7 separate regions of the Mus musculus genome follow, and regions 2, 3, 4, 5, 6 and 7 are each linked to region 1. Evidence: chromatin contacts called from public Hi-C, HiChIP or PLAC-seq and promoter capture Hi-C data. All regions are on one chromosome and are shown on one strand. Each heading gives the region's core, a stretch centred on a gene start, on an enhancer-like site or on the middle of the called end of the contact. The rest is flanking DNA. Distances are from core to core; before and after follow the strand shown.

Region 1 (3,460 bases), core at 35-2,534:
TCCTTCAAGGCGCTGCTTGCATAAGTTCCTCCAGGGAGCCTTCCCTCCTTTTCTCAAGGGCATTTTGGATATTTGCCTACCATCTTAGCACCAGCTGGCTGGTGCTCTTTTCTACCATGCTGCTCCAAAAAGTACAATCCGTGTACTCCATCCTCCTGCACTTACCTCCATCCTACCTATACTTAACTACTTCTGCCATAGCTCACATTCCATCCAGTTGCTGGAATGAATGCTGAGAAAGTCCTCAGGCGCTGGTGGTTACTAATTGTCAGTTAGAAACTCCCTGTCTCTGTTCTCTGAGAAAATGCTACTGTCATTCTACTTTGTTTCCATTGTTGGGGACTTGGGAACTTTTAATAATTAACACTGAGAAGTGGTACTAGTTAATTAATTAATTATTTCAGGAAGGGATCAGTAAGCAGCAAGTCCGTGTTTCATGGACCAGCAGAGGATCAAGATCTGTTACTAGTACCTCTGCAAACTAGTGGAGTACTTTATTTATTTATTTATTTATTTACTCCGCCTAGGAGAGTGTGCCTGACCCACTCAACAGAAACAGGGAGGGAGAAATCCAGTTTGCATTCACTCACCTCAACTCATGTTCAAACCATGAAACAAACGTTTTTATAGTTAAAAATCATCCCTGACGAAGTTATCAGAATTCCTTGAAATTCACTGGAAATCCCGTCCGCAGATCTTCAAACTTTATCTCTTCTCAGAAGCCCAGAATTCTTTTCTTTCAAAGCCAAGTTACAGGACAGCAGCTAATGAACTAGGAGCTGGTGTTTCATTTGCTCAGGCGGGCAGTTGCCCAGGGCTTGTTTGCGTGGGAGTACCTCTGCAGCGCCTAAGATGTTATTTTATTTTAAAAGAGGGAGCCCTGCTTGCTTTCTGTACACCACACTGCAGAGTTGGAAGTAAGGGAGCCTTTAAACTGCAAGTTTTATTTGCCGATAGGACAGGAAGGTGGCCTGGGTTTGTGTTTGGGTGACGATCAGTTTTCTCGCAGAACTCCAAAACTGTGAGTGCTGAGAAAGATACCCACCAACACCCGTGCAAGCTTCTTTCCCGCCCTTCGCCTTCCAGGTTCCAGGCGATGCGCTGCTTCTGCTGCTGCAGGCCGGGCAGCTAACTCTAACCTTCCGTCTAACCTTGCGGGCCTCGCGGGCTGGGCGCGGAGCCCCGGGAGCTGGAGCGGCGGTGAGCGGCGCGGGCCCGGGCGAGCGAGCGGGCGGGCGGGCGGGGGCCGGGGCTGCGCGTGGGAGCTCTGCGCGTCCGCGCGCCTTCCTGGCGGGGCTGGCGCGGGGGAGGGGCCGCGCAGCGGCGGAAACCGGCGCGCGGCGATAAGAGGCTGCACGGCGACATGCCACAGTCTCTCGCCGCAGCCCGTCGAGTCGGGGCGCTCGCCATGCTCCCGTGACCCGGACCCGGCCAGTTCCCTTTCCCGTGGCGGGCATCCCGGAGTCGCGATCCCACAATGCCCCGGGCAGTCGGGGCCCCGGCGGGCAGCCTGCACGGCCACGTGAGAGGTGAGTGGCGGGGCGGCCGCGCATTGTTCTGCGCTGCGGGCGGCGCTGCGGCGGCCTCGGGTGGCGCTCGGGGGTCCCCGGGCCGCACCGCGATCGCGCGCTGCGGCTACCGGCCCTGTCCCGCGCCTCCCTGCGGGCCCCCGTGGGGCGCCGCGGGACAGGACTAGTGGCCGGTGAGCCGGGGCAGGTGCGTGGCCGAGTGCTGTGAACTCGGTGACCTCTGCCAGGGTCGACGGGGGGCGGCCACTGGTCGCGCGGGTCCCGGCCGCGCCCGCATCCCTCTGCCGGGGCTGCCACCCAGCACCGGCTTCATGTGGGCCAAGTATGTGCACGCAGAGGTTAATGCTCTGCTTGCCACCCATAAATTACGCATGACATGTTTAGTTGGGCTGCCTTATATGGAGAGTGCTGTATTTCAGTCCAGTGTGCTTTTTGCCAAGTTTACAGGGAGGAAGACGCCCTGCTTGAGAGGGCTGCCGCTTTTCCTCCCTTTCTGGTGGTTTTGTAGTGCGTCACTCAAAAACTGTAAGAAAAGTAAGTATAGAGCTTTCCGGGTGGAGCCACAGTAGGCTGGTAGAACAGCTTTCATGATAAGTAGTCAGTATATGGACTGGTTTTTTAAATAAAAACAAGAGAAATATGAAACCTTTCCTCACTCCTCCCCCCGCCCCCCCAAAAAAAAGACCGAGTCTGATGTTGTTAGTAATGTGCCATATGAGAATACTTTGATTTTAGAGGATGTAACGTGAGATTTAAAGAAATTACACACACACACACACACACACACACACACACATACACACACACACATGCATGTATGTATAAATGGAGCTGAAGCCTTCCTGGCTAGCCCACAGCATTTTACAGCTACATGGGTGTTGAGACAAGCCTATTACGCTGCTAAGATGGGTTTATGTGCGGTATGCATCCCCAGGATTAAAAACAAAGTTAGAAGCAGCCTGGAAGGTTATTGCCACTGTTTTAGGTTTCTGTGTCCACCAGCACAGGCACAGACCATAGCAAGTGATTAATAAAGTCTGCAACACTCTGAGCTATTTCACAAACAAATTAATTCAAGGAGAGGGAAGTCATAATTACGGCCTTTGGATACGCAGGTCTTCTGCAGCATGCTTTGAAATAGTACACTAGTGGGCATGTTAGACCTCCTTCCTGGGTTTCAACACAGTGTTCATACAAGGAACTTACTTAGGCCATAACTTTCCAAACCAGGCTGTCTCTGTCTATGGCTTTACAATGTTGGTGTTGTTACCTGGTCCTATTTGTAAGATAAAATTCTGATCCCCAAAGATAAGTTGAAGTGAAAGTTCAAGGACTGCAGAATCCTTGAACAATTTAGTTCAGGAGGCAGATGTGTTAACTATGTAGTTGGTAGCCTGAAGACAATGAGTTATTTCACAGCGGGAGAAAGCACGTGGCTGTCACTTCCATCTTTGCCTCCTTAAAAGTTGGTGACAGCTAAACTAGCTTTCAAGAAAGCCATCATGTTCCAGTTTCTTGTATTTGTACAGGGTTACACTTTTTTCCCCAAGATCTAGACATAGTTTTTTATGTTTCTATGTTTAATGCAGAGTTTCCTCAGTGAGAACTACTTAGTTGAAGGTTGTGTTCATAGAACAGGTTGGCTTCAGCCCCAGGAAACCAGTTCATTTGTTTTAAAATTGCACCACCACTGAAGACATCATACATCATAGACACATTTTATTATTGGGAGAGACTTAGACAGACCTCACATAAGCTTCATTTAATATTTTTTCTCCTGTAACTGAGAGCAAATGTGAGCATCAGATCCACATCTAGTAGTATTCGGGCACATGCCAAAAGAGAAAGCAAAGTGTTACATGGTTTGGGATACGGCTGCTTGTGTGTGTGCTTCCCCATCCGAGGCAGACTCCAAGTGGAATTCATTACAT
Region 2 (3,539 bases), core at 887-3,386, 380 kb before region 1:
CAACCATTCCTCCATAGCCCTGGGCCATTACAGTCCCACAGCACAGGATTCCAAATAATGAGAGGTAAGTGAAAGAATACTGACAGAACTGAACAACACAACAAGGAGGGTAACTATATAGAGCAAGGAGATATTATTTGTGCTGTCTTAAAAATGTATTTACTTGGAATGCTATGAATTCATTTGTGCATATCACTGCTGATTTCTTGAAGACACTGGATTGCTTTAAATCACATACAAAATTCTTTCTGCTAAGTGATTTCAATGAGACTGCCCCACTCTACCATCCCTCATCTCCTATCTCTCCCTTTCTCCTTTATTCGATCCTCTTCTTTGTTCCTTCCTTCTCTCTCTCTCTCTCTCTCTCTCTCTCTCTCTCTCTCTCTCTCTCCCTCCCTCTCCCTCTCCCTCTCCCTCTCCCTCTCCCTCCCTCTCTCTCTCTCTCTCTCTCTCTCTCTCTCTCTCTCTCTCTCTCTCCTGTAACAATGTTTCTTAAGTCTTCACTATATGCCAGTTACTTTTGTGGGCCTCAAGACCAACAGTGAATAAAATAGTCATATATTCTAATCCTAAAAGCATCAGAGGTAAATACACACAGTAGACAGAAAACTTCCTAGGATATTTGTGGTAAACATTTGCCTGATACTTTCTTTTTTCTCAAATTAGGTATTTTCTTCATTTACATTTCCATTGCTATCCCAAAAGTCCCCCATATCTCCCCCTCCCCTACCCACCCACTCCCACTTCTTGGCCCTGGCATTCCCCTGTACTGAGGCATATAAAGTTTGCATGACCAATGGGCCTCTCTTTCCAATGATGGCTGACTAGGCCATCTTCTGATACATATGCAGCTAGAGACATGAGCTCTGGGGAGTACTGGGTAGTTCATATTGTTGTTCCACCTAAAGGGTTGCAGACCCCTTTAGCTCCTTGGTTACTTTCTCTAGCTCCTTCATTGAGGGCCCTATAATCCATCCAATAGCTGACTGTGAGCATCCACTTATGTGTTTGCTAAGCCCCGGCATAGTCTCACAAGAGACAGCTATATCAGGGTCCTTTCAGCAAAATCTTGCTAGTGTATGCAATGGTGTCAGCATTTGGAGGCTGATTATGGGATGGATCCCCGGATATGGCAGTCTCTAGTTGGTCCATCCTTTCGTCTCAGCTCCAAACTTTGTCTCTGTTACTCCTTTCATGGGTGTTTTGTTCCCAATTCTAAGAAGGGGCAAAGTGTCCACACAAACTTTGGTCTTTGTTCTTCTTGAATTTCAGGTGTTTCGCAAATTGTATCTTATATGTTGGTTATTCTGAGTTTCTGGGCTAATATCCACTTATCAGTGAGTACATTTGTGAAATTCCTAGACAAATGGATGGACCTAGAGGGCATCATCCTGAGTGAGGTAACCCAATCACAAAAGAACTCACATGATATGTACTCACTGATAAGTGGATATTAGCCTGATACCTTCTTAATGCATTCTTAACAAAGCATGACCAAGCACCACCCCACATCTGAAAAGATGTACACGATTAAGCCAAAAAATCTTAAGCTGGATCATTTCCCCATCCTAGTCCATCCTTGCCTGTGTTTTTTAGTCTGCATGAATTACACTCTTGTATAACCCCGATCATGTTTTAAGAATAAAAAATAAAACAAAGACACACTTACCTTAATGTTTTAACCTTTTCTTCCTAACACTAACATGAATCCAGTCAGCTATGTTTGCCTTCGTAGAAGTAACAACAGCATGACCCCACTGGTGAACATGACTACTTTATTCTTAATTTTAAAAGTTGCGTGAAGCTGGTCTTCCCAGGCTAAAAACAAACGAAAAAGCTAGGCTGTAAATGAAGCAACCACTGGGAATAAAACCTGTCCAAATATGTACCTACTTCATCTCATGTAATGGCCGTCAGTCAGTGTATTCTCCACTTTAATTAGAAGCAAAAAGTACCTCCTGCCTTCTGGAAGCACTCAGGGCAACAAGGAACTAAGCTATATCTCCTAAATAATCCCAAGCTCTCAGGTCTTAATTATAGCCTCTTGCCAGCAATGTTTATTAGTACAGTGTCAACTTCCAACGAAAGGGAGGCATCACGAGGCAGCAGAGCAGGCTTTGTAGAGGGAGACAGACAGCTGGGGTGAAGCCTCTGGTGGTTAGTTCTCCAGTGGCGGGGGGTGGGGTGGGGAGGGGAGGGGAGGCCTTAAATACAGAGGGAAATGATTCAAAGCAAGCTTTAAAAGAAAAACATAAAAAGAATATCTTCCATTGCCTCATGTTGAAGCTGGAGCCGAGCACGCCTCTTTCTGACAATTTAAAACCTCATAAAGTGAGTACTGCTTAGGGCAAATTAATTGTGTTGAAAGTGAATCTATCAGTATGTTAATTAAGCATGCTCCTATTATTGGGCTGTATATATTTTATGTGCTCTGTAGCACATAGAGTAGAGACTGAAACCTTTCTGTATAAATAATTGAGAAGGACTTTATGTGTTTCACTCAGACTGAAAAGTCTCTGAATATATATTAATGGTAACCCAGTCTCTAAAAATAAACTGGGTGTCTGTTACTTACAATTCTGGCCTCACTGAAAGCCAGTTTTACGTGGTTTTTCCATGCCCAGGAAAAAAAAAAAAAAAGAGGTGTGGTTCCTACTGCAAGCACTTTTGAAAGTCTGTTTGATGATTTTGGATGACCCATAAAGTGCCAAAGCATTACTCATATACTGTTGGCTTCAGAGAAACCAAAATGATCGTAGTGATTGTTTTTTAACTTCCTTCAGATGTTGGAAAATTACTAGTGTTTCACAAAATAAAACATCGCTCTGCCTACGCACAGCACAGTGCCTGTCTTTATTTTAATGAATGGAATTCTTTAGACCTTCGGAATTGTGTGTGCATATCTTCTCTAGGCAATGGTTAGAACTCACTCATTGATGGTTCAAATGTGCAAAACTTAAAGTCGAGTTCTGTGTTTTCTGAGCTTCTACCACAAGAAAAAACGCGTATTGTTTCTACTCTTCTTTTATTAGGCCTGCATGTTTATTTAAAAGTGGAAATGACACTGTTCTGATAGATGTTGGTGAGGGAAAGAGAGGCACATTTTCTCATTTTCCTTCTCTATACTTTACCTGTGGGAAGCTGTTGGGAAGGTGCTACTTAGTCGGGGAGTGGACAGTGAGTTTGACATGCACTCTTCAGACTTTCTCTATCTTTCTAGAACAGTGGCCTCCTCACCTGGTACTCTTCATGAGAGAGAATATTTGAAAATAGTAAACCTATTAGTAAATTATGAACATGTCTGCCTGATGCTCACAGGTTTATACTAAAGCCTGTGACGAATTGACATGAAGGGGGTACTGAGCCTACACATGCTACAGACGAGAAACAAGAAAGGGGGAAGATTGGGATTCCCTTTACCCTCACGTGCTGCTGTTTATGACGAGGACATTCTGAATGGGCTGAAATGTGGAGTAAAGACTTGCAGCTGAGGAGCTGAGCTGGCTCTGGGCACCTCTCTCTGGCTAGTGGAATTTGTA
Region 3 (3,760 bases), core at 745-3,244, 420 kb before region 1:
ATTATTTTACATTGGACTGTGAATGTCAGGAACTTTGTGGAGTAGAGTCACTGGGCCCCTCTGAACAAGGAAATCGGCTTAGGCAAGTTTGTTTCACAGATCACACAGCTAGTAAAATGCAAATTCAGGACAAGGATTCAATGACCTTTTTTTTTTTTTACCGTGCTGCTTTTTGTAAGATTATTTTAATTTGTATTCCTGTGCCGAAACTAACAGCATTAAATTGAAGTACTCATATGGAAGGAAGTTTAATTTATTGAAAATGTCTGTAATAATTAATCTTTAGCAAGCAAGTATGACATATTATATTAGCCAACAGCTTGTTATGACTAATCCCCAGTGTATAGTATAATACACAGACTTCTATGTAGATATATGTATTTCCTGGGATTGTCACAAGTATCCCTACTTTACAGTTAAGAGAATTGAAAATTTGATGAGATCCAATGTGTTACATTGTTTCTATCAACAAAGAAAACAAAGTCAGAAGCTCTGCCCACTGAAATATTATAGGCTGAACAGAAATCACTTCCTGAGAGATGTGTGCTCTCTCTGGCAGAAGTGACAACATAATTTGCAAATCCAGCACAAGGGAAATGTTTGGTCCCTTGTTATAAAGTTAATACAAATTTAGAACAGGAATGTGACCATACAGTGTTCCATCAAGAATGCAGAGCTTATATTTGGGCCTGTGAGGGGGCCTGGAAGTGTGACAGTGACACTCGTCCTGCTGGACAGATTCTCCGTACCTCTGCTCTGTAACCCTGAATAAGGTGTCACGGTATGAAAGGAACAGCAGTCTATTTACTGTATCTGCCCTGGTACCAGTGGAGGGGTCCTGGGGAAGTGTGGCTCTTGGCAGGAAGCCCAAACTATCAGCTTGCAGTCCTGTGGGGGGGAAAAAGAGAAGTACCGACCACATTTTTGGCCATCAGGAAGTAGAGACAAGAAAGAGGAAACTCTGGGGAACTCCAGGTACCCACAAAGAGGGAATCACCATCTCCAGCCCCTCCTGCCATGGTGGTGGTCAGAACTTTCCTTTTTACATTGTAGAGGTCTATGAACTACAACTGGCCACTCTATACCTTGGAGAGGTCCATGAACCACAACTGGCTACTCTCCTCTCTTTCTGAAGACTGTACCCCAAAGTACTCTCTAGCCTCTTTTCCTCTACAAGTAGAAAATGCCTGTGATTGTATCTTAGTCGCTACCATGTACATACATCCTCAGTGTTATCCCCACCCTTCAGGTCAACCAATCCAGATTTTTGCTTGAATAAAAAACTGATGTAGCCTTGAGAAAAGGCCAGGTTTGTTTCTTATCTGGAATAATCAGTCTTCTGGATGCTGTTCAGAGCACTGACTGGGGAAAGTCTACTACTATCTCTTGAGCTTGTCATCTAAGATAATGCCTCTCTCCTTAATCCCTAGCCATCTGATGTACTTCTTTATGTTTCCTGAATTTAATCACAGAAAATAAAACGGATACTATCTAAAGTTCTAACAGCCTTTCAGCAGCACACTGACAAGGCTCAAATTCAGACTGCCGTCCAAGTACTCATGTCATAGTTCCCTCAGGATTTCTATGAAGCAGTTTAATTATTGTATGCTTAGTATAGAAGTCACCAAAGAAATGTGTAAAACAATGAAAAATGAGTTCAACTATATATATTAACCATAAAATGTTTGCTGTTCTCATTACCTAAATGTGCGTACACAGTTCCATGCACATACACATGGGAAGATAGAATGCTTCTATGTTGTTTTGGGAGTGTATCAACTAAATTTAAATTAGCTTGTCCTCAAATGTCTTTGTTAAAACTACTCTCTACAAAATGACTCATCTGTTGTGTGCCTTCGGCTTTTCAGGAGTTCCTCTGAATGACTTGGAGGTTTTTCTGAATAAATTATCCCTGCCTTTTGAATTATTAATCTTGGCTGCATAATATGCAAATCAGACTGCACTGGTCATGTCCAGCAACACAGCACTGGGTCAGAAGCTGTCTCCAGCTCCTGGCAGAGTTTTCTGTCGAGACAGAAGCCGACAGCAGAATGGTAAGGGACACTGCAGCTCATGTCTCTCGGTCACACCAAAGAAGACCAAGCTTTCTGCTTAGGGCTTCCTTTGGAAGGGTTCTGTGAGCTAAATGCTGCCTAGGGAACTGTTCTTCAGTAGATGTGAAGCAGCCAAAGGCAAACATATCTGACTTTCACATCTATTTCATGTGGCTCTAAATGCATTGATTTAATAGACAAAAATGTAGTGTGTTTTGCTTTAAAGGGCTCATTGTATTTGATAATGTCGCAACAAAGATAATTACAATTATTTGAAAAAGTGAAATTATTTAGAGAAAGGGAAAATAACTTGCGTCATGAAAAATTTAACCATGTAAATTAAAGAACTTATAGTAGAGTAAATTTTAAATCATTCCAAAATTTAAAATTTGCATCTATATTTGGCAAAATGTGATGATTTAAGAATAAGATTTACTAAAGGAACTGGTAAACTGCAGAGTGATTGTTATTCTACTCCCCAAACTATATAATCTATTCTCTAACTTATTAATGAAAAATGCAACTTGATACATACTGTAATGTTTGATGTTTGGGTGTAACTTGTGGAATACATAAAAGTGACGTAATTAACCAGAACCAAATACTTATATTTATATACACTCAAACACAGTTTATTTAAATTGTTTACTAATGAGAGAAACTTGTTGGAATATCTTCATACTTTACTTTCCAGTGACAGTTAAAATTTTTATTTTTTGTTAGGCTCTGTGCAATGGTCCAGGATATAGGAACAGAGTTTGTATTGGATTACCAGGTTTTTCATTAATGTATTTTTTCTTAATTTCTGGTAAAAACATGCATTATTTTTATGTTTAGAGAACTAATTTTATAAGGAATTTTCATCATTCCAAATTAAGAATGAGTAGTAGCAATTTTCTCATGTGGGTGTATTCAGTTTATATGTAGCTTATTAATTCTAACAGACTCTGTGACTGTGGGCTAGAAGCTAATAATGATTTCCTTTTAGTTACTAATGTGTTTTTTAAAGAAAGTTCTCGGTTAATGGTTCACCTCAGTAAGCCACTACATGTTGTCGCCATGTCTGTTGCCTATGAAGAGGACAGCTCCTGAAAAGTATAGGCTAGTGATGGTTCAGAGGACATGCCCCCCTTGAATTCAGAGTTTTGCCTAAAGGAGCACACCTTACTTCCCTAATTTGCATAATTATACCATAACAAAAGACACCCGGAGGTATGTATGTATGTGTGTATATATATATATATATATATATATATATATATATATATATATGTATATATACCTGAATATATATATATATGTATATATATACCTGAATTTGGAATACAATATTCTCAAAGTGTGTCCTTATGAAGTTGAATCAGCCTATAAGCCTATAAGTATTGGAGAGCCTAACACTATAAAACCATAATCTGATAATGTTTGGATATGAAAAGGGATTTAAAAATAAACCAAGTTGAAAACATATTAAATGAATAGATTATAAGACGTCATGAAAAGCAAAATCTCATTTTAACAAACAAATTTCAGCAATATTAAAGCATAAAAATAATAGGATTAATTGATTTAAACATTTTTCCCTGATTTTTTGTTATTTGTACCCACACTGTACTTTATAATTAATATGTATTTCATCCACACACCTTTTGTTTTTGTTTGTTTAATTACTTCTTGTACTTTTACGATTATATTATAATTACATTATT
Region 4 (3,627 bases), core at 551-3,050, 330 kb before region 1:
GCTCTTCCCTTGAATACAGTGTTTCCCATGCTCAGTTCTCATGGAAAAACATTGCCAAAAATTAAAGCTAAATTTTTAAAAGAGGCTGGCTAGGCTTCCTTTTTTTTTTTTTTTTTTTTTTTTTTTTATCAATGACAACTGACTAAGCACATAACAAGAGACAGAAGATGCAATGTCCAAATAGAAGGAAAAATCAGCAAATCCTTTACAAAGATGCAAAGATTCTCCTACAGTTACATTCAATGCCTAGTGTCATAGACTGCTCAAAACAACAGCAGTGCACACTCCAGGGAAGCATGCAGATTTATGCTAAACAATGTGCTTCATTTTCCTTCTTCATCTGTCCCCGTACTTGCTCACATTCTTGCTTGCCAACAAAGACAACTAATTAGAGTGAGTTAAGGAACTCAGAACACAGCCTTCAAAGTATTTAATCTTTCCAGATAAAAGAAAATACAACTATGCTAAATTTTACTATCCCTTCATAGAAAGCACTTAAAAGTTTTTGTTTAGTTGTCTTGTTTTAAAATCATCTCTGTCAAAGGTAGAGTTATTTCTACATTTAACGTTCTTAGGTTCAAACATTTGACAAGCACTGCACCATCTACCAAGGTATCAGCATTTCAATTAACAAAGGCTGCAAGAGTCTATGTTGACACAGGACAAAGAGCAGATAGACTATCTAGTTAATCAACTACCCAGTAATCTCTACAAACAAGTGTGTTGCACCTGCTTTAACATTTATCCTCCAAGGAACACAGAAATAACAGGAAATGTAACAAATCTTTTAGCAAGCTTTCTCTCCTCTTCCCTATTCCTCTGTAAACTACTAAGGCTCTTCAAGGCCTCTTCCTGCTCAGCCATCCTCAGGTCTGACATTCCCTCACCATATCCCATTCTTAGCTCTTGTATTTAAAGTCTATTTTTATCCCTTCTCTGTTGTCCATCTTCAGTGGTCTTCACATATCTCAGGGCAGCTCACTCATTGAGTTTCAGTTCCAGTTTCAAGGTTTGTGTGTGTGTGTGTGTGTGTGTGTGTGTGTGTGTGTGTGTGTGTGTGTGAGAGAGAGAGAGAGAGAGAGAGAGACTGTGTTCACTTCTCAAGGAATTCACATCAGTAGTATCCACTGTCTTCTTGTGTTTCTCCACTTAAATTTCCTTTAGGTGACATTTTGTTGTTGTTATGGCTAAAGAGAATGAAGTCAAGGTTAGAAGGATTGGTCGCAAGAATCAGTAACTACAGGGCCACCAATGGAGCAAAGGTTTATAGGGAAGATGTCTGGTACTTTTAAAATTTTTATGAAGGAAGAGTCGGAATAAGATATTAAATTTGTCTTAGCAAACACAGGTTCTTTTCCTTCAGCGTTAGACTGTTATTTAACCTCTTTCTCATTCATTGGCTTCCTCTCCGGTGCTGTAATTTTCTCTCATTATTTACATAGGATGACTGCATATTTACTCTAGATGGGAAAGAAAATATATATTGAAAGACCTTTGTCATTGAACTAGCAACGAGGCTTTAATCTACTAAGAATAGTCTTTTAGTGCCCTAAATCTTTTTATCTTTCTGTGAATTACCACTTGGTGTGCCAAGGCCAAACATCAAAGGGGCCACAGACTTACCCAACAGTTAAGTGGGCTAGCTGCTTTGGGTGTTTCTGCTAATTGGTTGATAAAAGCCTCTCCAGAGCCAGAACTTCTGAGTGATCAGATGATAGAAGGCAGTGTGTACAGGAAGTCTCAGAAATTCCCATCCCCCTGCCCTTCCCCCACACCACTGTGCTGCTGTTGCCTCTGAAGCTGGACTGGAATGATGTGTGTCCCATGATTTCACATATTTGGCAGCACCTTGACAGGGTTGGCTTGCCTGCCTGCTTGCTTGTTTTGCTAAAGTTTGCTCTTCAGGATAAAACCTCACAAAGATCAATTTATGAGGGCTGAGAAGATTTATGTCCCTGGGTTCAGAAAATTGTTACCCGATCTGTATCATCCCTTCTGAAGATGCTAAAAAGAAAAGCTTTTTCCATGAGGACCAGTGCCTGTCCAAGCAGCTACCCTTCTTATTCATTCTTTATTGAACTTGCTTTGTGCCTTGATTTATGCCTGAAAATCAAAATCACAGTGCTTACTGTGTTAATAAAAGTCACCATAGCTGTTCCCAGGATCATCCTACTCCTATACAAACAATTCAAAGTAGATACATGCTGCAAATACCTCAGAAGCCACCTCAGAAGACTGAGACATACAACACACCACATCATAGCAAGAAAAAATAATTGCTGACACACGGAAAAATGCAGACTGACCTCAAAATCGTTATGCTGAGTGCATGAAATCTTACCTCAAAATACAGATTGTGTGATTCTCCTCACAGAGAATTCTAGTAATTGAAAATACAAAGAAATCAGAAAAGCATTTTCCACCCTGAATGAAAGTGGGCATTAATTAACCATGAAAAGAAAGGGGGCAGTTTCTGAGACCATTACAATATGGATGTTAATTAGGGCACATTCATTTGTTGTGACAGAACTTAATTCTGTGCATTCACAAGTATTTAAAACAAGTAAATAAAAATGTTTATTTTACTTACTTTAGTAAATAAAGGGCAGAGTAGGGTGGGGTGGGGCTATGGGAGGGTCTGAAGCATCCTATACACACTAAATCTAAATATTTAATTAATGATATACACAAAAGTATACAGAAAAGTTTTATTACTTTTGAAATGTATCACAAAATAAAATGTATTGAATTGATAATGTAGAAGAATAGGATGTATGTGTGTATGTGTGTGTGTTTGTGTGTGTATGTGTGTGTATGTGTGCATGAGTGCACATATGTACAGTAAATGAAATTAAATGCTAATGACAAATAAGTTTTCTGGTAGTTTTATACTGTAAAATAGTCTCATCATTGTGGCATGTTTGAAGGATTTGATAAAATAATAATGAGAAAATATGAGCACAGTTCTTGTTCTGGCTCATTTATAATTATTGAATCTTATTATATTTCCTAGAATTTGGGTTCATATAATACTTTTTGGCTTATAATAAGTTTATAATGAAAACACTTCCCCCATATCTCAGGAAAACAAGGAATATAGAAGTGGAAGTCTGTAGTGGAGAGATAGTTCAGTTGGAAAAGAGCTTGCCATCTACTTACAAGGACTCATGTTCTGATCTGCTTCACCCACACAAAAGCCTGGTACTGAGGTGATATTTGCAGCCTCAGCACTGCGTATGGGGATGTGCACGGACATAGGCCTATTCTCTATGCTCATTGGCCAGCCAGACCAGAGCTCTAGTTTAGAGCTAATTTCTTTTCTTTCTTACCTTTTTTTTTTTTAATTTCATCTCACTTTCTCTGCCTTTATACGTCCCAGAACACAAACCAAGAAATGGTGTTGACCACAATAACAAGTTTTCCTACATCAATCACTACAACCAAGAGAGTCCCCTAGAGACTGAAGCAAACTTTGTCTACCTGAACCCTCTAAAATTGACTTCCCAGGAGACTCTAGATTATGGCTGCTTGACAATGTAAACTGTCAAAGACCTTGTCTGAAAAAATAAAAAATAAGAAAAGACAATAAAGGGTGCTTTGTGTTTGTTTTTGTTTTGTTGTTGTTGG
Region 5 (3,819 bases), core at 2-2,501, 470 kb before region 1:
GAAGTTCCTGATGCAGAATTCTTTTTAATTGGGAGGGGGGTGTTATAATATAGCTACAAGATTTCTCACTTTTTTTTTCCTCCAGACCCTTCTCGGTTCTTTCAATTTCATGGCTTCCTTTTTCTTCACTTTGCCTTCATTGATCTCTGCCACCAGACCATCTGTCCACCTAACACAATCTCATAACATGTGAATAAAACTACTCCCTCCATGCATAACACAGATAGTCATGTGTAACAATTAGACAAAAGTAGACCAAGGTTTTGACTCTCATTTTCTTTCATAGTGCTATAGAATATAGCCTTTGTGAAACAGGGGATCCAATATAAAATATTAGCTTTAGAAATATGTAGTTTACTCTTTAAAAAGTAGTCTGGTAATAGTCACCCTTCCACTCCCATATTGATATGAAGATTATTTGATGCAATCTACTTATTGTGAAAGTTAGGTTGAACTTGGCATGGAATATGCTTGAAGCTCATTGAAACAGAATTGAATACTTGAGTCATTCAACCCTTGACTCATTCATTATCTAATTAGGTGGGGATTTGGACAGATAAGTGACTTTTGTGCAGATTTTCTGGTGGCAATTATAAACTTAACAGCCAAAGAAATGTTTTAAGTTAGAATATTGGACTAAAAGGTGAGAATTGTCTAATTATCAATGTAGCCAAAAATAAAATGAAGAGGAATGGGTTTTTCAAGTTGAGAATGTACAGAATGGATTCAGCTGAGCTGTGAACAGAAAGGAACATGATATAATTATTCTGTGTTCTCAAAAGAAATCATATAAACAGAACAAAGCTACTTCATAAGCCGAGCCATTGAACAGTCATTAAAAACGCCTGGAGTTTCCCAACGGGAAGGAAAGTAGGGCCCAGAGGCAATTAAGGAAAATTGAATTTTTTTAAAAATTTCACATAGCTTTAAAGGTGTTGTTGATCTTCTTTTAGTTTCTACTTTACATATGTCTTTCTCATATGTTGCAATACCTATTACTTACAGGTAAGAGAGTCTGAATAATAACACCTTTGTTGTGATATGTTTTTCTTGAAAACTGTTCAGAAACAGATGGGAAGTACCTTCGAGATTAAAGCTCTGCTTTGAAATTCTTTGTAGATTTGGAGTGCCTGTGCTTTAAGAGATTGCGTCGTGGAATTTGGACTGAATAAGTTAGGTAACACTTGGTGACTGGTTAAAATTCAACATCCAATGATTTGAAATGAGTTGTATTTCCTAACTGCCAAAAGCAGAAAGAGCAGAAGGAAACATGGGGAAAACCATTTCTCTTCTCATCTCTGTGGTGCTTGTAGCTTATTATCTTTATATACCGCTTCCAGATGCTATTGAAGAGCCTTGGAAGGTAGTATGGGAAACTGCCTTTGTAAAGATAGGAACAGATTTGGTAAGTTCTGAATTTTACCAACCTTATGAATGCTGAATAACTTAAAAAGGACAAAGTAGGATCTATGAAAGATGTTTCTTAGCATGATCCTTCTCTAGATCTGATTCCAGTTACAGTCAGCAACCAGACAGAGGGAAAGGAGAAGAAAGAAGAATAGAGGATAGAAAGAGAGTGTGTGTTTTGCAGTACTGCCAAGTGAAGGTTTTTAGAAGAATCAACTTCAGTAAAAAAAGAATGGAATAGTAGTATTGTTTAATTATAAAAGTCTATGCAGTAGATTTAGATTCATGCATGGAAATCCATGTGGGACAATTAGTAAGGCTGATTGGTTAAAAACAAAACAAAACAAACAATCCAGAAACACAGGAAACAAGACCATTTAATTTCTAATTGGAGCCACTATTGTAACTCTGGGCATTTTGTGTAGGTTCTACTTCATTCTATGTTTCCATTGCTGTATAGAAACTTCAGTTCTGGAATGTGCCATTTGTCTGTTGTTGCTCTTAACTTGTGAAAAACATGAAGTTATATTTATAGAGTCCTTTCCTGTGCCTATAAATTTAAAGTGCAATCTAAAATATTTTCTAGAAGCTTCAGAGTTTGGGGTTTACTATTGAAGTTTTTCATCAATTTACGTCTTATTTTGTGCAAAGTAAGAGGTAACTGTGTACTTTCGTTATTCTACAAGTGGACATCCCACTGTGGCAGCACAATTCGCTAGTTTCTTCTAGTACATGGCTTTGGCATCTTTGTGGGATATTCAGTCAGCTATGAATATGTTTCATTATACCATAAATAAAATTTTAAATTTCCACATACATATCAGAGACCATTATAAACATGTTTAGATTGCACCATGTAGGGGACAATTTAATATTGCCTTATTTGTGTGCCTTTGCTAAAAATATGATTGTTTTGTTTTGTTCTTTTTCTATTATGATAGGTGTTTTGCTTATTTGCTTTAGTTTTCATTTTAGTGGGTTTTTGAGAGACAGAGAAAAAGTGAAAAACAGTTGGGTATGCAGGGAGGTAGGGAAACATAACTAAAATATATTGTATGAAAATTTTTAAATAAAAAATGCAATATGATTACTAAAAGTAAAACATTCTACCTAACATAAAATTCTATAGGTGAAAAACATAAAAGAATTAATGACATGTTTTGATGACAAAATTATAAAAGAACATGAAATGTATTACATGATAATGACATCAATAGAAATAAAGATTTGTAGATTAGTAAAAGAGAAGACCCAAATATATATTCACATTTAAAATGCTTTTGATATTTGACAAAGGTGCCAAAATACACACTGGAGAAAAGACAGTATCTTCAACATGTTTTAGCAGGATAGCTGCATGTGCACATGTAGAAGAATAAAGTCAAATCTTTATCTATCATACTGCATGAAAATCAACTCCAAATAGATAGAAAAAAAAATGAGGTCAACACTGAAACCTGAAATGCTAGAAGAGAATATAGTCAGTACCCTACACAATATAGGTGTGGGAAAGTTTTCTAAATAGGGTACTTTTACCCAGGAATTAAGTCACCCATTGAAAAATGAGAGCTAAGATAATTAAAAAGCTTCTGAACAGCAAAGAAAACTATCAGTTTGGTAAAGAGGAATTTCTCAGAGGGAGAGAATCTTTGCCAACTATATATTTGATAGAAGGTTAATATCTAGAATATAAAATAAGTCAAAATGAAAGAGTCAAGAAAAATATCAAAGTTAAAATTATTTTAAAATTTTAAAATGAATTTCTTTAAGGGATTTGTTACCTTTTTAAGGGCTTCTACCTATTTACCTGTGTTTTCCTGTATTTCTTTCAGTGGGTTATTTATATCCTCCTTAAAGGACTCTATTATCTTCATGAAATAGGAGTTTTAGGTCAGCATTCTGTTTTTCAGGTGTGTTGGGGTATCCAGGGCTTGCTGTGGTTGGAGAACTGTGTTCTGATTGTGCCAACGTATGTTGGCTTCTGTGGCTTATGGTTTTGCACTTGCCTCTCACCATCTTTCCATCTCATTTACAATTGCTGGGATTGCAAACTAGTGCAAGCATTATGAAGATCAGCTTGACAAATTCTCAAAAAGCAAAAAGTAGATCAGCCCTAAGACCCATCTATCCCACTCATTGGCATATGCCTAAAGAACTCAACATCCTATTCTACAAATAGTTGTTCAGCTATGTACGTTGTTACTCTAGGCACAATAGCTAGAGAGTAGAAACAACCAAAGTGTCCCTCAACTCATGAATGAATAAAGAAAATGTGCTACATATACACTATGGTATATTATTCATCTCTGAAGAAAACTGAAATCATAGAGCTAGAAGCTGCCGTTGAGATGTAATGTATAAGGGAGGAATACATTACAGAAGAAAATCTACTGAGTGAGGTAGCCCACATCC
Region 6 (3,652 bases), core at 911-3,410, 400 kb before region 1:
AGGCACAACACTTTTATGTTTATAATACACCTTATAGAGCTGGGCAGATATCAACCTCCTAAGCTATTTTGTCTACTTCCTGTCAGTAATTCTGAGATATCACTTGTCATATTCTGCTTGGGCCTCTCCTTCTCCAACAGGACAGCCCTAGTGGCCATGCCATCATGATCCACCTACCCCACAGTGGCTTCATTCTTCCCCTGTATTCTCACTGCCCCTGCCTAAGACCTAAGGTTGGGAATCCCACTCCACCCCCTTTCTTCTGCTCAGCCAAGGCTGTAGCATCTTTATGAACCAATCATGGATAACTAGGGTGCAAGGTTTATACAACAAAGCTGGTACATGTGATGATCCTCCTTGTCTTTGAGCAACCAGATCTTGGGGTACAGAATTTAGCATTTGAATGCATAGCAGCACCAAACCAACCCACTACACTAAGCAATAGTCGTTTGTCATGTAGTGACTAGGCTGTTGGGCTAGGAGGTGTCTCTGGCTCAGGCTCAGGCTTTACCCTGCTGCATCACTCCCCTGAGGATTCTTCGCACTATGTATTGTGCAAATCCATACCTCTGAGAATTATCAGAATTACAAAACTCTGAAGGGAGAACACAGATGGTGTGATATTGTAGGAAGTAGTTCGTTTCTGGTTTTATTATCATGACATCAGAGAACTTACACCAATTCACTTTCAGATGGATCTCTGTGTCAATCTAACTCTGAAACCACACAGTTCATCTCTCCTACTTCTTAATAACACCTGATAGTTCTTAAGTCAGACATTTCCCTTTGATCATTCTTTAGTATTTTGCATGTGATAATTAAATCCTAGCCTAGTTAATTTAATGGGTTACTATGCACAAGTGACATAGTGACAATTATTTAAAAAAGCAGAAATTAGAATCCTTAGTTCTTTCATGAAAGGTCAAGGTCCTGGGACTCGTTGCAGAATTCACAATCCCGGAGAACAGCAGCTAGGACTATCATCATAACTATGCTATCCAGACTAAGTACAGTGTTAATGAGTAACTTCAATAAAATTTTCTATCAGCATTTAAGCAAAATGTGCTATGAAGGGCTAGTGGTATGGCTTAGTGGTTAAGATCATGTGTTGCTCTTACAGAGAACTTTGGTCCCCAGCATCTGTCAGGACACTTGCAACTGCCTGTAATTCCAGCTCCACTGGATCCTATGCCTCTGACCTTCTTTGAGACACACATCCACACACACACACACACACACACACACACTAAAATAAAACTCTTTAAGTGATTTTGGCAATAATATATTTTTAATGATGTCATTATTGAATTTCACAGTGGTATTAACTCTTCAGTGTCATGAGTCATGACTTTCTCATGACCCTGAGCTTCCTGGATATGTTTACTCAGGACTACTAAACATGTTATTTCCATATGCAAAAATAGGAAATCAAAAATGATCAAAAAAGTTTCAACTGAAGTTGAACAGGTGGACTGTGCATGTAATGCTTACAGGAGAAGCTAGAGGCAGGGGGAGAGCATGAATTTGAGGCCGACCTGATAAGAGTATATGCAATGTGACTTCTAAGCAAGCCATAGTTATACAGTGAGATTGTGTCTCCATAAAATGAAAATAAAGTTAGCAAAAAATTAAATTATTCTAGGTTAGAGTGACAAATATTATGAAAGAACATGATAGAAATATAAAATGTAGTTAAACAATTTTTCTAGGATCTCTGTTCCTAAAGATGAAGTAATGTCACAGGCAATGTTATTCAAAGTGAAATACAAATAAAACCTGAATTATATGCATATATAACAACAGTTTTTCCTTCCTTGCAAATGTTCCACTTCAGTATTAAAATCCATTTGCATTCTTTGAAAATCAACAGACTGGCAGAGAACATTTTGTCTTAAATGAGACTAAGAAGTTGCCTCAAAACTGTACATTTATCTTGAGCTAGACATACACACACACACACACACACACACACACACACACACACATACCACTTGAAAAGTAAAGTACAGAACTGTTTTGTTAGGTTTTCTCAGTTCGGTAAGGAACAAGGTTCCACATATGAAGAGCACCCTTGACTTCCTTGTTGCCTTGGAGACTCACAGGCTCAGATCCAGCCCCATCCCAACTCTCCACCCCAAGCCCAGTTTCAGTTGACTTAGCCTTTGCCCCAGTCCCAGACTAAATCTCACCCTAATGCCAGAGCAGGGCCTGTATCTAGCCAGACAGGACTAATAAAGAATGAGGCTTAATTCTCTACTCTTAGGCTCAAAGTTGAGATAGTCTTAGCTACTGCTTGGGGATGAGCCCAAAACCCAAGGGCAACCCCAGACCTGGGCTCCTGGGTATCTTATCTTAACTTTTTGTCTTACTACCTAGAAATAGGGAAGAATACTATTTGAAGAGAGAACTGTCCTAAAGTGTAGATCTGTACTAAAGGGTGCATGCTTAAATCTTCAGTTTCTGAAGATCCAACAAAGGCAAGGCAAATATTCAGTCTCGTACATTTTTGGTAGAAGGTTCTGCATTACTTTTGCTATCTGATGTTTACTTACATGTGAAAACTTCACGACTGAACTATAATGTTTTAATTCAATTTCTCAGTTGCTGCGCATAGGTGACAGTGGCTGATTTCAAGAATGCAGCTGAGCAGACCTGTGAAAGCTTCTTATTAGTCCTGGACATTCTGAAACTTACTATGTAAAGAAAGTTAACCTTGGATTCCTAGAGATCCTCCTGTCTCTGCTTTGTGAGTGTTGTAACTAAAGTTATGCACCACCACTCCAGTGGAAGACAACTTTCTTTTTTTTTTTCTTTTTCTTTCCCTAGTCCCTGATTTTTTTAATTAGGTATTTATTTCATTTACATTTCTAGTTCTATCCCAAAAGTCCCCCACACCCTCCCCCACCCTTTCCCCCACCCACCCACTCCTACTTCTTGGCCCTGGCATTCCCCTGTACTGAGGCACATAAAGTTTGCATGACCAATGGGCCTCTCTTTCCACTGATGGCTGACTAGGCCATCTTCTGATACATAAGCAGCTAGAGTCAAGAGCTCTGGGGGATACTGGTTAGTTCATATTATTGTTCCACCTATAGGGTTGCAGACCCCTTTAGCTCCTTGGGTACTTTCTCTAGCTCCTCCTCTGGGGACCCTGTGATCCATCCAATAGCTGACTGTGAGCATCCACTTCTGTGTTTGCCAGGCCCTGGCATAGTCTTACAAGAGACGGAAGACAACTTTCTGAAGATGTTTGCTAGTGCAAAACTATGAGGAATTAGGGACATTTCATCACTTCTGATGTAATAGTCTGCTTCTACTCCTCTATAGTTAGAGGCTTTTAAACATGATGAATAAGTAGGTGAAACTTTCAGGCTTGTACTAAATCAGGTTTCATAGGAAAGTTGTCTCTTTCATTCTAAATTCTCTGCAAATCCAACAGGAGTCTTCATTTTACCATCCAGATGGTTGGTTATCATCATCATTTTAATGCTAACAATAATCCCCCTAAGATAATCTTCCCCTTGTGATAATCCCTCCTTCCCTTTTATGTATAGAACATTCTCATATCAGCGTGCACTTTTGCCTACCCTTAAGGATCTATGTTCAGCATCCTCTGGAGGATAACTTTTTTGTAGCTCAAACAGTCTTGGAG
Region 7 (3,398 bases), core at 764-3,263, 500 kb after region 1:
GGAGCCAAACCTCCTGAATACCCTTGAAATACTTTAACCTGTCAATCAAACAATAGAAGAATATCTGTTAAGGTTAGAATTACAAAATCATCAGGTATGAAGACTGGGGACGTTAACAGGAAGGTAACAGGGCCATTTCGCAACTGCAGCACCTTTGCACTTGGGCTTGGTCTCCTTTATCATCACTGTGTTCTTGGGTACAACCACGACTCACAGTACCAGTGTGCTCATTCTGTCTCTGTTCCCATAAGGATCTGCTGGGTGGTGGGGAGTAATTTCCTTCCCAGTGTCTGAGCAAGGGGCTCATGATTTTCCTCTAAGGTTTTTTTCCATTGTTTGTTTGTTTTTCCTGTACGTTTAGTTTCTCTGTGTGTCTCTGTCTCTGTATCAGGCTCTGTGTCTCTGTGTCTCCGTGTCTGTGTCTCCTCTCTCTCTCTCTCTCTCTGCCTCTCTCTCTCTCTCTCTCTCTCTCTCTCTCTGTGTGTGTGTGTGTGTGTGTGTGTGTGTGTGTGTGCGTGTGTGTGTGTACATGCACATATGCTCATGTGCCACAGTGACACAATATGGGTGCACAGGTATCAGGAAAGTGGGAGTCAGTTCTTTCCTTCCACCATGTAAGTAATGGGATCAAGCTCAAGTCCTCAGGCTTGGCGGTAAGTGCCTAATGCCTTTAGTGGCTGAGACAGATCACCAACTCCTTGAGTGTTTTTAAGGGAACAAAGTCATTTAATATATGAAACTAGAATGAAATGGCTATAGAATATAATCGAAGGTATTCTATCCTCGTACTTTTTTTTTACAAGAAAAAATGTATTTGTTAATATGGCACATAAAATACATTAATCAGTAGATTGTCAAGAAGGGCTTGGTTCCATTCTTGGGTGGGTCTGTTTAATCATGTCTTCAGGTAGGAAACAATCCATTTAGTTTACAATTAAACACTTTTTTTTTATATATTGCCCACATTTTTTATGCATTTGGAACCCTAGACTAAGATTTACAAAAAATAAAATAATTACATTGGTCTCTGTCTAAATTTGAAAGGTATCTACTAGAGGAACAGGCATTTTAAGAAATAAGATTCACAATAAAGCCAAACTGTAAAGTTATCCCTCAACAAATGAACCCTCTTTCTTTATAAAGCTGTGTTTAATATTCAGCTTGATTCAGAATCATTTTCACTGTAGTCTCTATTATTTAAATGTATGTAAATGGTAACTGGAGGTTGGAGGGAGGGCGCTTGTTCTTTCCAGCAAGTGTTAGCAGTCAAGTTGGACTGATGATGTGTGCTGCGTTAACTAAGCAGTTAGACCAGGTTCTTATGTACATTCTCACAATAATGTTACCAGTGATGCCGGTGTATTAGCATTTTTCTAAGTAGTGCAAAAAATAGTATTTGGATAAAGCAAACAACAATAAAAACAAACAGACATGAAGGGCAGAAAGCGACTTGCCCATGCCGCTTACCACCCTCACTCATTCAGAGCTGGCACCCTCTGGGATCAGCAGGTTCCTACACGCGTTGGGCAAAGCAAGGCGCTGTGCAGGGCCAGGGCGTGCCCACCTGCAAACCGCTGGTTGTCTGGAGCCTGCAAACACCTTGCGAGTTCCGGGGAGGCTCCGGAGATGTCTGTCTCAGACTGCTCAGCTCAAAGCTTTAGACACAACGCTGCCAGCGTCCAGAAGGTTTTCAGCGTGTCAGCAACTTCACTTTACAGAGCTAGCTGGTGGAGGACCGAGGAAACCCCTCCAGCCATACGCTGGCCAGAAGCCACCGCTGCCCTAGAGCACCTTTTGTTCTGACCACTGATTCGAGTGGTGGCGGCCTTGCCAGGCGTGCAGGGGCACCGCGATCTCTGCTTCCAGAGGCCACCTCCCGCCCTGGGCGCCCAGCCCTGAGCCGGCGGCCCGGAGCTTGCACGGCGGAGACACGCCCCTTGCCTCCCCGCGGAGCACAGACTCGCCCGGGCTCCTAGGCTCCGCCCACCCCGCTGGGAGCCTGGCTTTCTCTCCTGCCCCCTGCACTCGAGACCCAGCCGAGCGCGGAGACGAGCTGCAGCCTTCATGGACTGTGAGCGGGGTACAGGGTAGGTAGTACGCCAGGGTCCGAGGCCACGCGCTCTCCAAAAGACCTCCAAGGTTGAGCGCGGGCTCAGAATGTGGCCGGAAGAAGAGTCGCGGCGTCCCTGGTGAAGGTCCCGGGTTGCAAGGTAGGGAGTAGGCAGATGGCCAGGCAAAGTTGATCAGAGAGGAGGTGGTTGGCCTGCGCCTTCGGGCCGCTGGGAACAGCCGAACTACTTGGACTTGACCCGCCGCGCCCCAGGCGCTCTGAGCAGCGCCTATCAGTCGCCCTGCGCGGGAGCGCACTTGCAAACTTGGTGGAGGTGCCCTGCGCGTCCTGTTGTGTAACCTCCGCGCCGCCAGCTGGACCGGGAAGTTGCCCGCACGTCCTTCAGCTTAGATCGGTCGCAGCTCCGGGCGAATTTCATGGCCCGCGACAAAAGCGCGGCCAGAGCCGGCGTGGGCGAGCCCCTGCGCGCTCCGACCCGTGGGGAACTCCCGCGCGCGGTCCCTGGCCTGCGCCTCCGATGCGCGCTGAGTCTCTCGCCGCTGCTGCCCGCTCGCCGCGGTCTGCCCTTTCTAGTAGCTGCCTGAGTTGGAAAGAAGAGGATGACCGAGGTGCCTTGGTCGGTTGTCCCCAACGGGACGGATGCTGCCTTTCTGGCGGGCCTGGGCTCGCTTTGGGGAAACAGTACTGTCGCCTCAACTGCAGCAGTTTCCTCTTCATTCCAATGTGCCCTGACCAAGACCGGTTTCCAGTTCTACTACCTGCCGGCTGTCTACATTTTAGTGTTCATCATAGGCTTCCTAGGCAACAGCGTGGCTATCTGGATGTTCGTTTTCCACATGAAGCCTTGGAGCGGCATCTCCGTGTACATGTTCAATTTGGCTCTGGCTGACTTTTTATACGTGCTCACCCTACCAGCCCTCATCTTCTACTACTTCAACAAGACTGACTGGATCTTCGGGGATGCTATGTGCAAGCTGCAGAGATTCATCTTCCACGTAAATCTCTACGGTAGCATCTTGTTCCTCACCTGCATCAGCGCACACAGGTACAGTGGCGTGGTGTACCCTCTCAAGTCTCTGGGCAGGCTCAAGAAGAAGAATGCCATTTATGTCAGCGTGCTGGTGTGGCTCATTGTGGTGGTGGCCATCTCCCCTATTCTCTTCTACTCTGGCACTGGGACTCGGAAAAACAAAACTGTCACCTGCTATGACACCACGTCCAATGATTACCTGCGAAGTTATTTCATCTACAGTATGTGCACGACTGTGGCCATGTTCTGCATCCCTTTGGTGCTGATCTTGGGCTGTTATGGATTAATTGTTAAAGC

The links. Promoter capture Hi-C pulls out the DNA fragments that hold promoters and counts their contacts. Hi-C and Micro-C count contacts between places; a contact is called where the count stands out from the background. HiChIP or PLAC-seq counts read pairs in DNA pulled down with a chosen protein or histone mark.
Region 2: an H3K27ac HiChIP or PLAC-seq map of the NIH/3T3 cell line shows a contact between it and region 1, with 10 times the contacts expected there. The contact joins the enhancer-like site here to the promoter of Mbnl1 in region 1. A contact is called at or near these places in 7 of 39 promoter capture datasets (the 3T3-L1 cell line, 3T3-L1-derived adipocytes, cranial neural crest and 3 more), 3 of 15 datasets of contacts at CTCF or cohesin (the NIH/3T3 cell line, large pre-B cells and pro-B cells), 27 of 484 Hi-C or Micro-C datasets (B cells, the C2C12 cell line, the C3H10T1/2 cell line and 13 more) and 17 of 115 datasets of contacts at active chromatin or transcription factors (the 230-238 cell line, DN3 thymocytes, the NIH/3T3 cell line and 13 more).
Region 3: a contact with region 1 is called in a promoter capture Hi-C map of liver, with 4 times the contacts expected there. The contact joins the promoter of Sucnr1 here to the promoter of Mbnl1 in region 1. A contact is called at or near these places in 7 of 39 promoter capture datasets (the 3T3-L1 cell line, 3T3-L1-derived adipocytes, the C10 cell line and 2 more), 1 of 15 datasets of contacts at CTCF or cohesin (large pre-B cells), 1 of 484 Hi-C or Micro-C datasets (liver), 6 of 115 datasets of contacts at active chromatin or transcription factors (the NIH/3T3 cell line, bone marrow-derived macrophages, fibro-adipogenic progenitors and 2 more) and 1 of 9 other capture datasets (macrophages).
Region 4: a Hi-C map of liver shows a contact between it and region 1, with 3 times the contacts expected there. The contact joins the enhancer-like site here to the promoter of Mbnl1 in region 1. A contact is called at or near these places in 1 of 15 datasets of contacts at CTCF or cohesin (the NIH/3T3 cell line), 5 of 484 Hi-C or Micro-C datasets (brown adipocytes, liver and nephron progenitors) and 8 of 115 datasets of contacts at active chromatin or transcription factors (the NIH/3T3 cell line, T-cell acute lymphoblastic leukemia, bone marrow-derived macrophages and 5 more).
Region 5: a promoter capture Hi-C map of liver shows a contact between it and region 1, with 3 times the contacts expected there. The contact joins the promoter of Aadac here to the promoter of Mbnl1 in region 1. A contact is called at or near these places in 4 of 39 promoter capture datasets (3T3-L1-derived adipocytes, the C10 cell line and liver).
Region 6: a contact with region 1 is called in an H3K27ac HiChIP or PLAC-seq map of hepatocytes, with 4 times the contacts expected there. The contact joins the enhancer-like site here to the promoter of Mbnl1 in region 1. A contact is called at or near these places in 3 of 15 datasets of contacts at CTCF or cohesin (the NIH/3T3 cell line, large pre-B cells and pro-B cells), 10 of 484 Hi-C or Micro-C datasets (the G1E-ER4 cell line, the NIH/3T3 cell line, embryonic fibroblasts and 4 more) and 10 of 115 datasets of contacts at active chromatin or transcription factors (DN3 thymocytes, bone marrow-derived macrophages, effector CD8 T cells and 6 more).
Region 7: a contact with region 1 is called in a FOXA1 HiChIP or PLAC-seq map of pancreatic cancer cells. The contact joins the promoter of P2ry1 here to the promoter of Mbnl1 in region 1. A contact is called at or near these places in 1 of 39 promoter capture datasets (liver), 2 of 484 Hi-C or Micro-C datasets (embryonic stem cells and uterus) and 2 of 115 datasets of contacts at active chromatin or transcription factors (astrocytes and pancreatic cancer cells).

Annotation. Positions count from the first base shown.
Region 1 is chr3:60,499,895-60,503,354 of GRCm38.p6, forward strand. It overlaps Mbnl1 (muscleblind like splicing factor 1), which reads left to right and starts at 1,285. Exons shown (of 10, transcript NM_020007.4): 1 at 1,285-1,529.
Region 2 is chr3:60,121,940-60,125,478 of GRCm38.p6, forward strand. No RefSeq gene overlaps it. Among named protein-coding and RNA genes, the nearest start is that of Gm24382, 4.0 kb to the right of the region's middle. Within about 2 kb of position 2,137, at least 62 of the 459 cell types and tissues checked have an H3K27ac peak or open chromatin away from gene starts, as enhancers often do. A contact at or near this core is called in the C2C12 cell line, the NIH/3T3 cell line, a colorectal cancer cell line and 5 more, where this site is marked.
Region 3 is chr3:60,079,875-60,083,634 of GRCm38.p6, forward strand. It overlaps Sucnr1 (succinate receptor 1), which reads left to right and starts at 1,995. Exons shown (of 2, transcript NM_032400.2): 1 at 1,995-2,054. The coding sequence starts at 2,052.
Region 4 is chr3:60,168,046-60,171,672 of GRCm38.p6, forward strand. No RefSeq gene overlaps it. Among named protein-coding and RNA genes, the nearest start is that of Gm24382, 42 kb to the left of the region's middle. Within about 2 kb of position 1,801, at least 35 of the 459 cell types and tissues checked have an H3K27ac peak or open chromatin away from gene starts, as enhancers often do. A contact at or near this core is called in brown adipocytes, hepatocytes and liver, where this site is marked.
Region 5 is chr3:60,030,537-60,034,355 of GRCm38.p6, forward strand. Aadac (arylacetamide deacetylase) reads left to right here and starts at 1,252. Exons shown (of 5, transcript NM_023383.1): 1 at 1,252-1,405. The coding sequence starts at 1,271.
Region 6 is chr3:60,096,616-60,100,267 of GRCm38.p6, forward strand. No RefSeq gene overlaps it. Among named protein-coding and RNA genes, the nearest start is that of Sucnr1, 17 kb to the left of the region's middle. Within about 2 kb of position 2,161, at least 25 of the 459 cell types and tissues checked have an H3K27ac peak or open chromatin away from gene starts, as enhancers often do. A contact at or near this core is called in hepatocytes and liver, where this site is marked.
Region 7 is chr3:61,000,772-61,004,169 of GRCm38.p6, forward strand. P2ry1 (purinergic receptor P2Y, G-protein coupled 1) reads left to right here and starts at 2,014. Exons shown (of 2, transcript NM_008772.5): 1 at 2,014-3,398. The coding sequence starts at 2,671.